3 separate regions of the Sus scrofa genome follow, and regions 1 and 3 are each linked to region 2. Evidence: chromatin contacts called from public HiChIP or PLAC-seq data. All regions are on one chromosome and are shown on one strand. The core of a region is the stretch at or near the end of the contact, and the rest is flanking DNA. Distances in the headings are between cores, read along the strand shown. Region 1 holds the start of MCF2L2 (probable guanine nucleotide exchange factor MCF2L2). Region 2 holds the start of B3GNT5 (UDP-GlcNAc:betaGal beta-1,3-N-acetylglucosaminyltransferase 5). Region 3 overlaps LOC100624963 (a long non-coding RNA gene).

Region 1 (3,973 bases), core at 372-2,871, 170 kb before region 2:
CAGGCACTGCCTGTTACATCTTCCATAAAATCAGCCAACTCATCTCCATGGAAACCTCTGAAGATTGTGAAAGTACAGATGTGGGAAGAGAGCAGCCCTCTGAGTGTGATTTATTTCCTTTCTATTTCTTATTTTCCTCTCTCATTCCTATTCATAAGCTTCTCCTGCCTCTTCTTGTTCTCCCCCCCTCTCCTATCCTTTCCATCCATGATTCTCACCCATTACAACCGGGTTCAATTCAAGAATCAGAGGTCACTGGATCTGCAAAGTCCAGAATGTCCCACATTACCAGTCTCCTTAGTCATGTGCTAGCTTCTAGGGGCCAACTCACAATTGGCTCTGACGGCACCAGAGAACTTACTACCATCTCACTACCTCATTAGGTTCCTCAAAAATACTTACGGCCCTTGAATAGCCAGATATCATGGAAACACAACCCAAAGCTGTCTTACTCCTTTGGGTCTTTAACGACTTTCTGAATTTCTTGCAAGAGGTTGCTATGAAAATTGTTGCTCTACTTGTGCAGGCAGAGTGCAAAGTGCCCAAATAGCATGGGGAGGGAGAAACCTCTGCACAAATCTCACGTCGGAGGTGGGCTAACACCATCTCTTAACCTCAGCCCATAATTGTTACCAGAAAGCATTTAAACACGTCCCCAAAGCCCTGGGGTGAGTGGCTCTTACTAGAAACTGAATACAGGGTGTTTGAGGTCTGGCTTTTTACACGCCAAAAGGGGAAGCTGAGTTTTCTGAAATAGGCTCAGAACCTGGCGACCGGGTCCCCCCCTCGTAGAATGGATTGAAGGACAAGCTGAGCAGATTCGCGTTTGCTCAGGCTTTTCCCTGGAGCTCTGCTGAATTCCATTAGTCCGCCTGTCAGGAAGAATCTGGAATCACCTAAGGAAAGCCCAGAACAGTGTCTACCACTGGATATTTGCTTAGAGCAGACGCTCTAAGGACTGATGCGGAGGAAGGTCCACGCGGGTGCTGTCCCAGAGCCTTTCCAGGAGGGAGCACTGGCGAGCCTGACCGTTTGCAGGCGGAGCATCGGCGCACGGGAAAAGCTGCACAAAGGAAAAGGCCCACACGGTGGACACACCCGTACGCACACTTGTGCACAGCAGGGTCCAAGCACAGCCTGCGCTTCCCGCTCCAAGTACGGATGTGTACAGAAGACGTTGATAACTGAATGCGACCCCCCCACAAAAGGGGGTAACAAACTCCAGCCGCTTCCATTCCTCCATAACAACACTTCGCCACCTCCAGCCCCGCCAGGAGTCGGGACCGGACCGGCAGCAGGGCCTCACCCAGCCCTCCTTCCCGAGCACTCACAGCTGGCCCCCTTCATGCCTCGGCTTCTCGACGGATATCTGGCGGGGGGAGGAGGGGCGATCCAGGAAGGCGAGCTTCTGGCATTCAGAACCCGGGTGCTGCTGGCTGGCGCGGCGAAGTCGCTATCTTATGTCCCCGACAGCTAGAGGACAGATCGTGAATCGCCCGGGTTCTGGGGACCTGAGCGCAGGCTTCGCTCGCGGGAAAGAGCGCCGCTTCCCTGCCCAAAAAAGTGCGGCGCTCGCGCGCTTGCGCGCCTCTCCCTTCGCCTTGGGCACCGCCCCCGGACAGGGAAAGGTGGGCGCGTAGGCGGGAAGCTCTGGGGCCAGCTGAGCTGCGAGTGGGCGGTGCAGACGACCCCCAGTCGCCTCAGCTTCTGTGCCTTCCGAACCCGCAGACTCTGCGCGCCTCCAGCGCGATGACAGAGCATCCTTCATCCCTACCGTCTGAGAAGCGGCGCGGGAGACGCGACCACAAGTCTAAAAACCCGTGCGCCCCCTCGGCCTAGGAAGCCAGATGCGCAGTTACAGCTAGATGGGGGCGACTCTTCTCACCTCCAGAACTGCCACTTTCGGCTTAAAGCCAGGAGTTGCCTTGGGAAAGCTGCTCGACCTAACCTTTAAAATAATCCTCTGTAGGGCGTGACTGGCGTCCTCTAGCCGCGCGGCCCTGGGGAGTTGGCCTTGGCTGGAAGTGACTCGTTTTGTGCCTGAGGAGAGCGAAGAATAGTGTGAGGGAGGAGATGCCTTAAAAAAATCATCCACAGCAGCAGTAGAAACAGTTTTATGTTGCTTTGTACCTTTTTTTTTCTGAAATGCTATTTTGGTTAAAAGAAGAAATGGCCCCTCAGGAGTTCACCCGGCGACTGGCTACAGTGATCACTCATGTCGGTAAATGAAGCTTTTTTAATCCTGCATTTTATTAATAGAGGGTGGGGGCACAGTCTCGGGCCTGGCCTACCCCCACTCCCACCCGGCCCCCTTGCAGTCCTGGGAAGGCCGTGGGGCGCATGCCGAGCGTCTCGGCCTCTGCCTCAGGTGCTGCTCCCGGTGGGCGCTGGCATACCTGGGGCGCTGCGCTTGGGATCCGGGGGTCCCTTACGCCTGGCAGGGCCAAGGCAGGCCGTGGGGCAAGTGCCTTCACCAGGGAGTTGCCATTTGTGTTGAGTTCTAAACTGAGGGCTCTTGGGCTATTAGGGCCTGTTACCCACCCTGCTGACCGCAACGGGGGTGGGGAGTTGTGTGGTGATATTACAAACTATTGAGTAGATTCTCCTGTGCTTTAGTAAGTTCCTGTTAATTATCTATTTGTACAATAGTGTGTATGTGTTATTTCCACCCTCTCAATTCCTCCCTCCCCTGCAAAGGTTTTACCTGTGGTAACCATAAGATTTGTTTTGAAATCTGTAAGTTTCTGTTTTATAAATAAGTTATTCTGTATCATTTTTACTAGATTAAACATGTAAGTGATATCATATGAAATTTGTCTTTCTCTGCCTGGACCTAGAGATTATCATACTGAGTGAAATAAGACCTTGGCCTGTGCTATAGCAATACCTCCTGGAGGTGTCTGGACCCTGGCTAACCCCAGTGAGAAACCTCTGCAAGCACCTCCACCGCCTATCAAGCAATTTTAATCCTCTTCCATGTGTTACAAAACGGGAGCAAACATATGTGCCTTGCTCCTGAAATAAGGGTTGTGGTGGAAAGTCAGGCCCTATATAATAGTAGGAGAACACTGATACAGTGGCAAGTTAATTCTTAATGTTTTCTTCCCCCAGCCCTTCCCTGGTCCTCCCCAAATAAAAAATATGCTTGGGTTTAGATGCTTCGGATATAGATGACTAGAATTAGCTGGATAATTTTCTCTGTTGCTCACTTCATTTTGAGACCCTTCTATATATGCAAATCAGTTTTCACTGACAAGGCCAGGAAGTTTTCAGTGTTCCACCCATTTGTTAAACTGTCTTCTTGGTATTTACATGTTTAGTATCATTTTGATCAGTGAACCATTATTGCTTTCGGAGCACCCTGGTTCAATGTGTTTATTGCAATAACTATATACATCTTGAATGTACACACATGGGGATTTACTTTGTGAAGATGATTTATATGGAGGAAGCTCAGTTTTGATGATTCAATTTAAAAAAATGTTTCTGGTGCCAAATGTGGCCACTGAACTGATTTTTCCTTAAGACAGAATGTCAGTAGAATCCTACCAGGAAGGCTGAATGTGAAATACTGCTGAAGGCAGCAAGAGATAAAAAAGAATTTTGAGTTTGAAATATATTGCATGTCGAGATGATTGTGCTAAATACCAGTGTGTGCATGAAATTGTGGTGCAGGAAAAGTAGTGGAACAGGGATATGACTGTCTGAATTTGAATTCTGCCCTGGACAAATCATTCAACCTTAGTCTGAAATATGAGAATTTTAATAATCCTTCCCCATGCAGCTCAAAGGCTGCTTATAAGATAATGTGGGTAAAAATGTCATCTAACCTGTGACTGTGTTACTGGCCCTCTCCCTGGGCCCTCTGCCACTAAAGATCTCAGGTAGATCCCTGGGCCTCTCTCAGGGTGACGCTTCCCATCTATTAAGTGAGAGGTAGACCTGGATGATTATTAAAGTCTCTCCTATTTTT
Region 2 (4,129 bases), core at 1,600-4,099:
TGAGCATATACAACATTCCAGAAAGACAGGATACATTTTGTTACTTTAAGAAGAGATCATTTCCTTCCGAATTTCTTCCAGTTTCTTTCTACCACATCCTATGTTCTGTTATATAAATTCCAGTGGCAGCTAGTCCTCTGAAAGAACTCTACCTAGACAATTTGAAAGTCACCCAGTGCAATGACTAGCCAAAGTGACCCATTTTCAAAGATGACCCATTTCAAAACCCATGAGTTATTATTCAAGCTGTTCTATATTTGAGAATTAGAAAGTTATTTCCTTTCCCTACAATCTCATTTGAATCAGTCTTTTATAAAAAAGGAAATTTGATATCTATTTTAAATATAAGATGACGTTTTTCCTTTCTAGAGCCTGCACTTTATTTTGAAAATTCTTCTCCATCTTCTGAGGGTGTGTGTGGTCACAGCATTTATATGCAATATCATCTGTGCCTCCTAATCATCCTTCATTTCTCATTTTCTCAGAAACAGACTCTCTGAGCTTCTGCTTGAACTTTCCCTGTCATAACACTCTTTCCCATCTTCAGGTGTCATGGTTGAAGCCCCAGAGGGCTGAGACTAGTAAGACTGAGCCACTTCTCAGAGGGTACCCAATAAACTCTCATGGAGAGTGCCTGTGGGAGAAGGAGTGAGAGAGTGAGAGAGAGAGAGAGAGAGAGAGAGAGAGAAGGAACTGGAGGGGAGGATCATTTAAGTATTTAATGGAAACATTTCAGGTATTGAATTTATCTTGCTTTAAAGAGGCAGCTTCCCCTCCCCCATGACAAGATATAAAATCTACCATAAGTTTCACATGAGACCTCCGGTGCTTATCACCAATCCCCCTTTCAGATCAGAAGTTCAGGATGGGATCTTTTCAGCGCCACTACTTAATAGGTCCTTAAAAGGACCTTCCATCGTCCTTTTCTGGGTCAGTTTCAGCTTTTCACATCGTTCTCCCTTCCCCCATTGGGACCAGGCAAAGTTTCCCAAAATAAAGGCACAGAGGAACAAATCCAATTCTAATGGATGTACTTTCATCAGAGAATTACCCTAAATATGAGCTCCAAGACACCACCAGGCACTGAGCGGTTACAACGATGGTGTCCCTTTAACATGACCCATAACCTATGAAGACCAACAGTGGGAAAGAAAAATATAGGGTGCATAGTCAAGGGTTGGATGAAAAGGTGCTACTTTGGACCTACGTAATTGGTATCTGAGTAAGCAATGACTCTGTCACTTCAGGAAGCAAAATAGAATTCAACAGAGTCAAAGGAAAGAGTGGCAAATACTTACCCTCCTACAAAGAGGTCTAATTTCCCAGTTTCTCCGCCTGCCCACTTCCTTGTCTCTTTCTCCCTGACCAGTAACTCACCGAAAGCTTCCCCAGTCTGGCAGTTTCCTAGCTTCAACCTTCAGACTCGGCCTTTCAACCAAATTCACCCCTGCAGCCTAGGGGTGGCAGCAAGGTTAGGAGACCCTGGCCGGAAACCGAGGCCCGCAGGGCGCGGCTTTCGCCTCCCGGCTCCCGCGCTCCGGCTGGTTTTAGCAGCGCGGCGCAGCGGCAGCCTGGCGGGAGCTCCCTAGAGAAGGGGATCCCTCCCGGCCCTGGGAAAATTCACCCCCACCAGAGCTCCGGGTCTCCCAGCCTACCTGCTGCACCTGGGCTGCTTCTCGACCGGGAGCCACGGTCGCCGGGCGCCCGCCAACAGGCCGGAGCGAACAAAGGGGCTCCGGACAGGGAACGCGCCTCCTTCGCCGCCGCGCTCCCGGGCGGCGGGCAGCCTACCCTACGGCGGGTAGGGCTGCCTCCGCTTCCCGACGCCCGGCCGCGCGCGCCCCAGGCCGGGGCAGCAGCCAGCTCTGCTCCAGCGGCGGCTCCCCGGCCCCAGTGTGTATTCAGACCTGAAGTCCTCCAGCCACCGTGCGAATGCGCGTGCCTTCACCTCCTCACAATTCTTACCCCCTCGGCCCTAGAGACCTCGCCTGGCCCAGAGGAAGCAGAACAGACTCCGACTCTCCTTTCCCGTGGCCCGGGATTTGCTCCTGCGGGGAGACGCTGCGAGGCAGCCGGGCCAGGCAGGGGCGGGGCGGAGGCCGGGCGGCCCGGAGCCTTCACTGCGGACTGGGGGAGCCTGTCTGCCCGCACGGAGAACAAACCAGTTGAGATTTATTCCCGCTGAGCGGGCTAGAACTTCCCCCATTTAGCGATCCGGAAGAGAAGACCACATTTCCACTCACTAGGGACCTGGGCCCCTGCTAGGATGCGGTGGGCTGCAAAGCATTTTTTAAAATAGTGCAGTTGATCACATATATGAATTCCATATGAAACAACTGGTCTCCATACACTTTTCATTAGGAGATAGTATTTGTTAGACAACTGATCCATTTGTTCAGAACACGCATCAGTTTACTCTTCTAGGAAATGTAAGTTCTGAGTTGTACTTCGAGCACCTTATTTTCCTTTTAGGAGCAAGAATTCTAAGGGCAGGCTAGTCTTTAAAAGATCTCTTGTAACACCACTTATGCCTCAGGCTTCTGGGGGCCTCGGTAACAAAAGAAGGGAGCTAACATACAGCAAACTAGAGCTTCACGACGGCGGTTGGTTTTAAGAAATCAGTGGGGCGGTTGGGGAGAGACTCCCCCCTCCCCGCAATGAGTTCACTTTCAAGCCCAGCTCAATTTCAAACGGAGCTTAAAGCAGAACTCACCAAGACCAACATCAGCTCCTTAAACTCCCAAAACGGAGGTCGGCTCTCCTTCCGGCAGCGGAGCGAGTCATTGATTTCAGGAACAAAACTTGCCCGTTTTAAATCGTGAGCCGGGGCTGGACGGCCAGCGCTGCGCTCGCTTCCCCAGCGAGGAACTGGCTGGAACGGGCAGGTCTTGGCGGACCCAATCAGGGGTTCCGGGCGGAGGGCGGGGGCGCGGCTGGGCTGGTGTGCGGTGTGCAGCATTTCCTGCACCTTCTTGGCGTCACTGCAAAACCCAGACTGGCCTGTCCCTTCAACACCACCCCAGTGTGTTGGTGAAGGCAGTGAGCCCCACCCCAGTCTGTTGTCCGTGCATAGGAACTCCAGGAAATGCTTCTCCCCATCTCTTCAGTTAATTGAGATCATTTTACTCAGATCATCAGCTGTGAGCCAGGATCTGTATGTGTCCTCTTTGAGCCGTTTTTTCCCAATTCAAAATACTAATGCATGTAATTAGACCAAATCAGGAGAATATGAATTTCCACTAAAGGGAAGAGATTATAAATAAATCCTTTATGGGTCTGGTTTCTTGTTCCCCAAATATTGTTCTAGCGTCCTCCTGTAGAACAAACATTATCATTTAACAGAGGTGATATTTTGAACAGCTTTGTAATTGTATGTATTTGAGAACATGACAGAAAATAAAAGATTAACCCATATTTCAGTAAAATAAAAGTTTTGGATTTGTGACTGTGAAAGGAAGATGACAGGTAATGACTTAAAAGTAGATTACTGAGTCAATTTGAAAGTGTAAACATAACATTGTACTTGTTATTTCAAACCAGATTTTTAAGAAGTTTTAAAAGTAGTTTCTTTAAGCTCCTTAAAATATTTTCAATTATGCAGTTATTTCCTTTCATATATTACCTGTAGAGAGCATGGCTTGGTGCTGCCTTTATCAACTCAGAGACTGTAGTGCCAAATGGCATGTCCAATCACAGAAGTATTTATGTAATGTGATTTGTAAGGGAGTCACTGATAGTGACCTTTAAAAAGCTGATTCATTGTTAGTGCAGTGCAGATCACTCCCTTTATGCAAAATAAAATCCTGATGCTAAGCCCATAGACATAACCCCTAGGTATCATATGTGTATTCTGTATTTATGTACAAATGTTCATTATCATTATATTCGTGTCAGGTCGCTTGAAACTAGGCCCACATGGGTGCAGGTGTCAGCACATGTATATTCCACATGCTCGAACACATCGGACTGTACCCACCAAAAATACAAACTGACTCAAACATTGATAAATACATATAAAAATCATATAGTCACATCAGCTTATATGGAGATAGACAACACAGGCAAAGGATTAGAAGGAGGTCAGGATATTGGTGATAGGATGTGGGGCTTTTGGTGGGAGGTGGGGAGA
Region 3 (4,091 bases), core at 1,532-4,031, 200 kb before region 2:
ATTCGTTAACCACTGCGCCACGACGGGAACTCCTCTTCTTTATTTTTTTACAGCCACATATGGAAGTTCCTGGGAGCGAGGGGTGGAATCAGAGCGGCAGCTGCTGGCCTACGTTGCAGTTTGCAGCAACATGGGATCCTTAACCCACTGAGCGAGGCCAGAGATTGAACCTGCATCCTCCAGAGACAGTGTCAGGTTCTTAATCTGCTGAGCCACAATGGGAACTCCTTGTCTTATAATTTTTTAAGGGTGTATTCGATCATTATTTCTGTTTTAGTCTTAGACACCTCCCTCCCATCGGGATCCCATGATCCTACCCAATGCAAAAAACCCGACAGTCTGTTCCTAATCACTGTGCACCACACCCCTCACTAAGGTTCTGACGTAGCGATTGCATCAAACGCTGCATCTCTGGGAAAGCCCCAGCCTTCTAATGTTCAGGTGACCGTAAAGATGGGGCTGTCAGAGGTACACAAGGCCCTAAGTGAACGCTGTACCAAAACATGCTCACAGGTGCCACTCAGGGAGGGAAGCCGAGGATCACCATCTGCATTGCCAGCTGGTGTGGCATCTCCGGGCGTACAACAGCTGCAGGTTACCTTCTGGAAGGAGCTTCCTGGGGGTCCGCCCTGAGTGAGCCCTCTACGGAGTTACTCCCTGCTCCTCACGGCAATCCTGGGGAGGAGGCTCCACTGTCCTCACTTTAGTGTCCTCGAGAAAACCAAGGCCTGAGAGGGCCAGTCCTCCACACCCCGTACAGCTGAGGCTGGGCCTGCTGATGCAGAGCTGAGAGGGGTAATTTCTTCTGAGGGCAGAATGTTGGCAATACGCTAATTGCCCTGAGCCTTGGTTTCTTCACAGACCAGAGCCTTTCGGCACATCTAATTGTGGGGATTACATCATCTTTATTCTATAAATCTGTTTATAAAAAAAATTTATAGTGTGATCTTTGATCTAGTTGCACCTTACTTTTGATTTTTCACAAGAAGCAATGGTCACAAGACTTTCTGTTCATTTACAGCCTCAATTAACTGAGCAGTTAATGTGTGACTGCAGGCACAATAGGACGGCAAGGGGAAGAATCAGTGTGGACTGGAGAGGTCTTGGAGGAGGTGAGATCTGAACTGTTCTCTGTGAGAGGTGAGGACTTGCAGGAAAACAGGAGGGTGTTCCAGGAAGAAGAAGACATGAGCAGGGGCCAGGAGTCCTGTTACACAAGGGGCCTTGGGGGAGCAGGGCTGCTGGGGCAGGGTCTGGGTGGGGAGGCGGGAGGCAGGGGGAGCCTGGATGCCAGAGATGGTTGTGGTGCCAGGTTTAGGTGAGACTTGATGCAGGAGCCCAGGGAAAGGTACTGGAGACTGATGCGGCCAACAGGGCAGAGAACAGTCCCCGGGGCCTGTTTCATTCAGCACCGAATAAGTCCTGAGGGTTTAGAATTTGGAAAACATGTTCTTAGTTTTCCATCCTTCTTCTGCTTTGCTTAGGTGTTCCATAATTGCTTAATAAATTCCCAGAACTATATATGGTAACAACATAAAACACCATAAACCCATACAAGGACCATGTTGAAACCAACTTTTTTTAAGTGTTATTTTAACAATCTGATGAATATAAACACTCCCCTGGTTCTTAGGAGGTTAACACTTGAGAATTTTTCTCAGGGGCTAGACTTCATCTGTTTCTTCCTCTTCTTAGTTTCTATCTCTGTGATCATTGGATTTGTTTTATATTCCGAATTTTTTTTAACACAAAAACTATTTCAAATACTTTTTGGAAGTAGGTGGAGTACAAATAAATAATTATTGAAATTGTTCTAGATATGTGATCTTCAACATTTCATTATACTAAATAGGACAAAATAGGTCTCCATACACAAGACCTTTTGGACAGAAGATCTGAGGTCCTTTGTAAACCTAACTTATTAAACCTAATTCAAGTTAACAATCCCTGCATTTGTGTGTATAGCATTTTACAGATTAAAAACGTGGGGATTTTTTTGTTGTTGTTAATGTGCATTATTTTATTTGAGCCGCAGAACTCCTGACAGCGCTTCCTTTCATCCCCTTGTATTCAGCAGAGTGCCTATAAACCCAGGTAAAGTCCCAATAAACAAGTGCTTATTAAAAGAATGAGTGATTGAATTAAGTCAGAAATAACAATTCTGAGGTGGAATGTGTAGTAAAAGTTGTTCCCACTTGACTGAGGAAGACACAGTGTTGTGTTGGAGCCATTATGAGACAGGTGGGACCTGGGACCTGGGACCTGGGACTCTTTACTGGAGAGCTTGCACCTGGAGAAATGTCTCCTCCAGCAACACAATACCAAGAAACTATATGGGAAATAACTGCATGCATGCACAGTTCAGGCAAATTATGAACAATAATAAGAAAAGGCCAAAAACCAACTGCCACTTCTGAGGTGCCAGGATCAAAAGCAGACCCCATGATCCCTGCACACAGCACCACCAAGGGGGAGGCAGACCACCTAAGCCACCCCTCTGGCCCAACCCACTGACCCACCCCTACCCTCACCTCATTGAAGCAACCAGCTCACCGCCACATCGGGGATAGAGCACAGGCAAATATTATTTGTTTTTACTCCCTCCTGCTGCAGTAGTCCCACTAAAGCCTTCCCTGAATTCCTCATCTGGCCTCTTATCAATTTATATTGATTAAAGAGTCCAGGGACCCCGGTTGGTAACAATCAGGACCTGCTCAGGAGAGCTGCTGCACATTTCTTCCCAGCTACACTTCCATTAAGTGACTTCACCTTGGCAGCTTGAAACTGGCCACAGTGGGAGTATTTACAGCAAGGAAATCAGCAAAAACTGTAAGTCAGCACCCCTCCCCCTCCACCCCTTGAGAGCCAGTTTTAAAATATTTGCCAGCAAACCAATGAAATTAGGATTCAGACTAGTTAAGTGACTTGACTGAGGTTGAACTCCTGGGTAAGATGTCAAGTCCAGGCTCCTGGCTCTAAGGCCAGAGGCATTAGGGAAACTGATGAGTCAAGGATGAAAGGGGAGCCAATTTCTGACTCTGCAGCACAGCTCTCTAAGTGACAGAAAACCTATCTCCAGGGATGTGAAACATAGCAGTCCTTTTATAGCAGCAATGATAGGACAGAGCATGAAGACCCAAGTCCTATAAAATAGAATAATGCTCTACAATCCCTGTGCCACCAGTTTCCACAGTAAAGATTCAGGGCTTGTCTTTGCCAATTTGTTCATGTGGCATTCTGCTGCCTTTGTTTTTCCGTGTCAGTGAACAGAAATCTATCCCTATGTGTAACTTGTGAAGAAAGGTAATAGTTTATGTAGGTGTGGATTTTGTTGCTGAACACACTCAATAGGTCTCAAGTGGCAACAGTGAGAAATAGTATCGTAACCCAAGTTTCCCTCTGTTCCATGTCCATGTTAAGTTAGTCCTTGGACTCAGGCTGAATCGAGAACTAACTCTCTAAGTATCTTCTTTGTGGGAGGATAACTCTAAACAGTCTCTAACCTTTGCCTACAGTGTGAGCTCAAGTTCAAAAGCTTATGTCACAGTCACAAAACATGGGAAGATAGCTACTGAGTAGATTTTTGTCTTTTGTGGAGGAGACAGACAAATTGCAACCTCTCAAATTTGAATTAATAAATGATAACAGGAGTTCCCATTGTGGCTCATTGGAAATGAATCTAATTTCCATGAGGACACAGGTTCAATCCCTGGCCTCCTCAGTGGGTTAGGGATCCGGCATTGCCATGAGCTGTAGTGTAGGTCACAGACATGGCTTGGATCTGGCATTGCTGTGGCTGTGATGTAGGCCAGTGGCTATAGCTCTGATTCAACCCCTGGCCTGGGAACCTCCATGTGCTGTGGGTGCGGTCCTAAAAAGTACAAAAGTACAAAAATAAATAATAAAAATAACAACTGAGAAAACACATAATTTTCTACACATCAAATGTGGGTTGTAAATTCAAACTTCAGGTTGTTACCTTCCTTCTCAGGTGGATAACATAAGCAAATACTGTTGCACAGGAAGCAGCACCAGCTACTACAATGGGTATCCTGAGAGAAATCTACAAATTTGAAATTACAAGTTTTGCA

The links. HiChIP or PLAC-seq counts read pairs in DNA pulled down with a chosen protein or histone mark.
Region 1: an H3K27ac HiChIP or PLAC-seq map of skeletal muscle shows a contact between it and region 2. The contact joins the promoter of MCF2L2 here to the promoter of B3GNT5 in region 2. A contact is called at or near these places in 1 of 5 promoter capture datasets (fetal skeletal muscle), 2 of 47 Hi-C or Micro-C datasets (embryonic fibroblasts and fetal heart ventricle) and 2 of 2 datasets of contacts at active chromatin or transcription factors (alveolar macrophages and skeletal muscle).
Region 3: an H3K27ac HiChIP or PLAC-seq map of skeletal muscle shows a contact between it and region 2, with 2.6 times the contacts expected there. The contact joins the enhancer-like site here to the promoter of B3GNT5 in region 2. A contact is called at or near these places in 9 of 47 Hi-C or Micro-C datasets (brain, differentiating spermatogonia, embryonic fibroblasts and 5 more) and 2 of 2 datasets of contacts at active chromatin or transcription factors (alveolar macrophages and skeletal muscle).

The regions. Positions count from the first base shown.
Region 1 is chr13:121,376,019-121,379,991 of Sscrofa11.1, reverse strand. It overlaps MCF2L2 (probable guanine nucleotide exchange factor MCF2L2), which reads left to right and starts at 1,621. Exons shown (of 27, transcript XM_021069898.1): 1 at 1,621-2,221. The coding sequence starts at 2,146. It also overlaps a transcript of LOC100624963 not described here.
Region 2 is chr13:121,205,421-121,209,549 of Sscrofa11.1, reverse strand. It overlaps B3GNT5 (UDP-GlcNAc:betaGal beta-1,3-N-acetylglucosaminyltransferase 5), which reads right to left and starts at 2,849. Exons shown (of 3, transcript NM_214327.1): 1 at 2,714-2,849. The region is part of intron 15 of MCF2L2 (probable guanine nucleotide exchange factor MCF2L2); the gene reads left to right.
Region 3 is chr13:121,407,856-121,411,946 of Sscrofa11.1, reverse strand. The region is part of intron 5 of LOC100624963 (a long non-coding RNA gene); the gene reads right to left. Among named protein-coding and RNA genes, the nearest start is that of MCF2L2, 32 kb to the right of the region's middle. Within about 2 kb of position 2,781, at least 1 of the 83 cell types and tissues checked has an H3K27ac peak or open chromatin away from gene starts, as enhancers often do. A contact at or near this core is called in skeletal muscle, where this site is marked.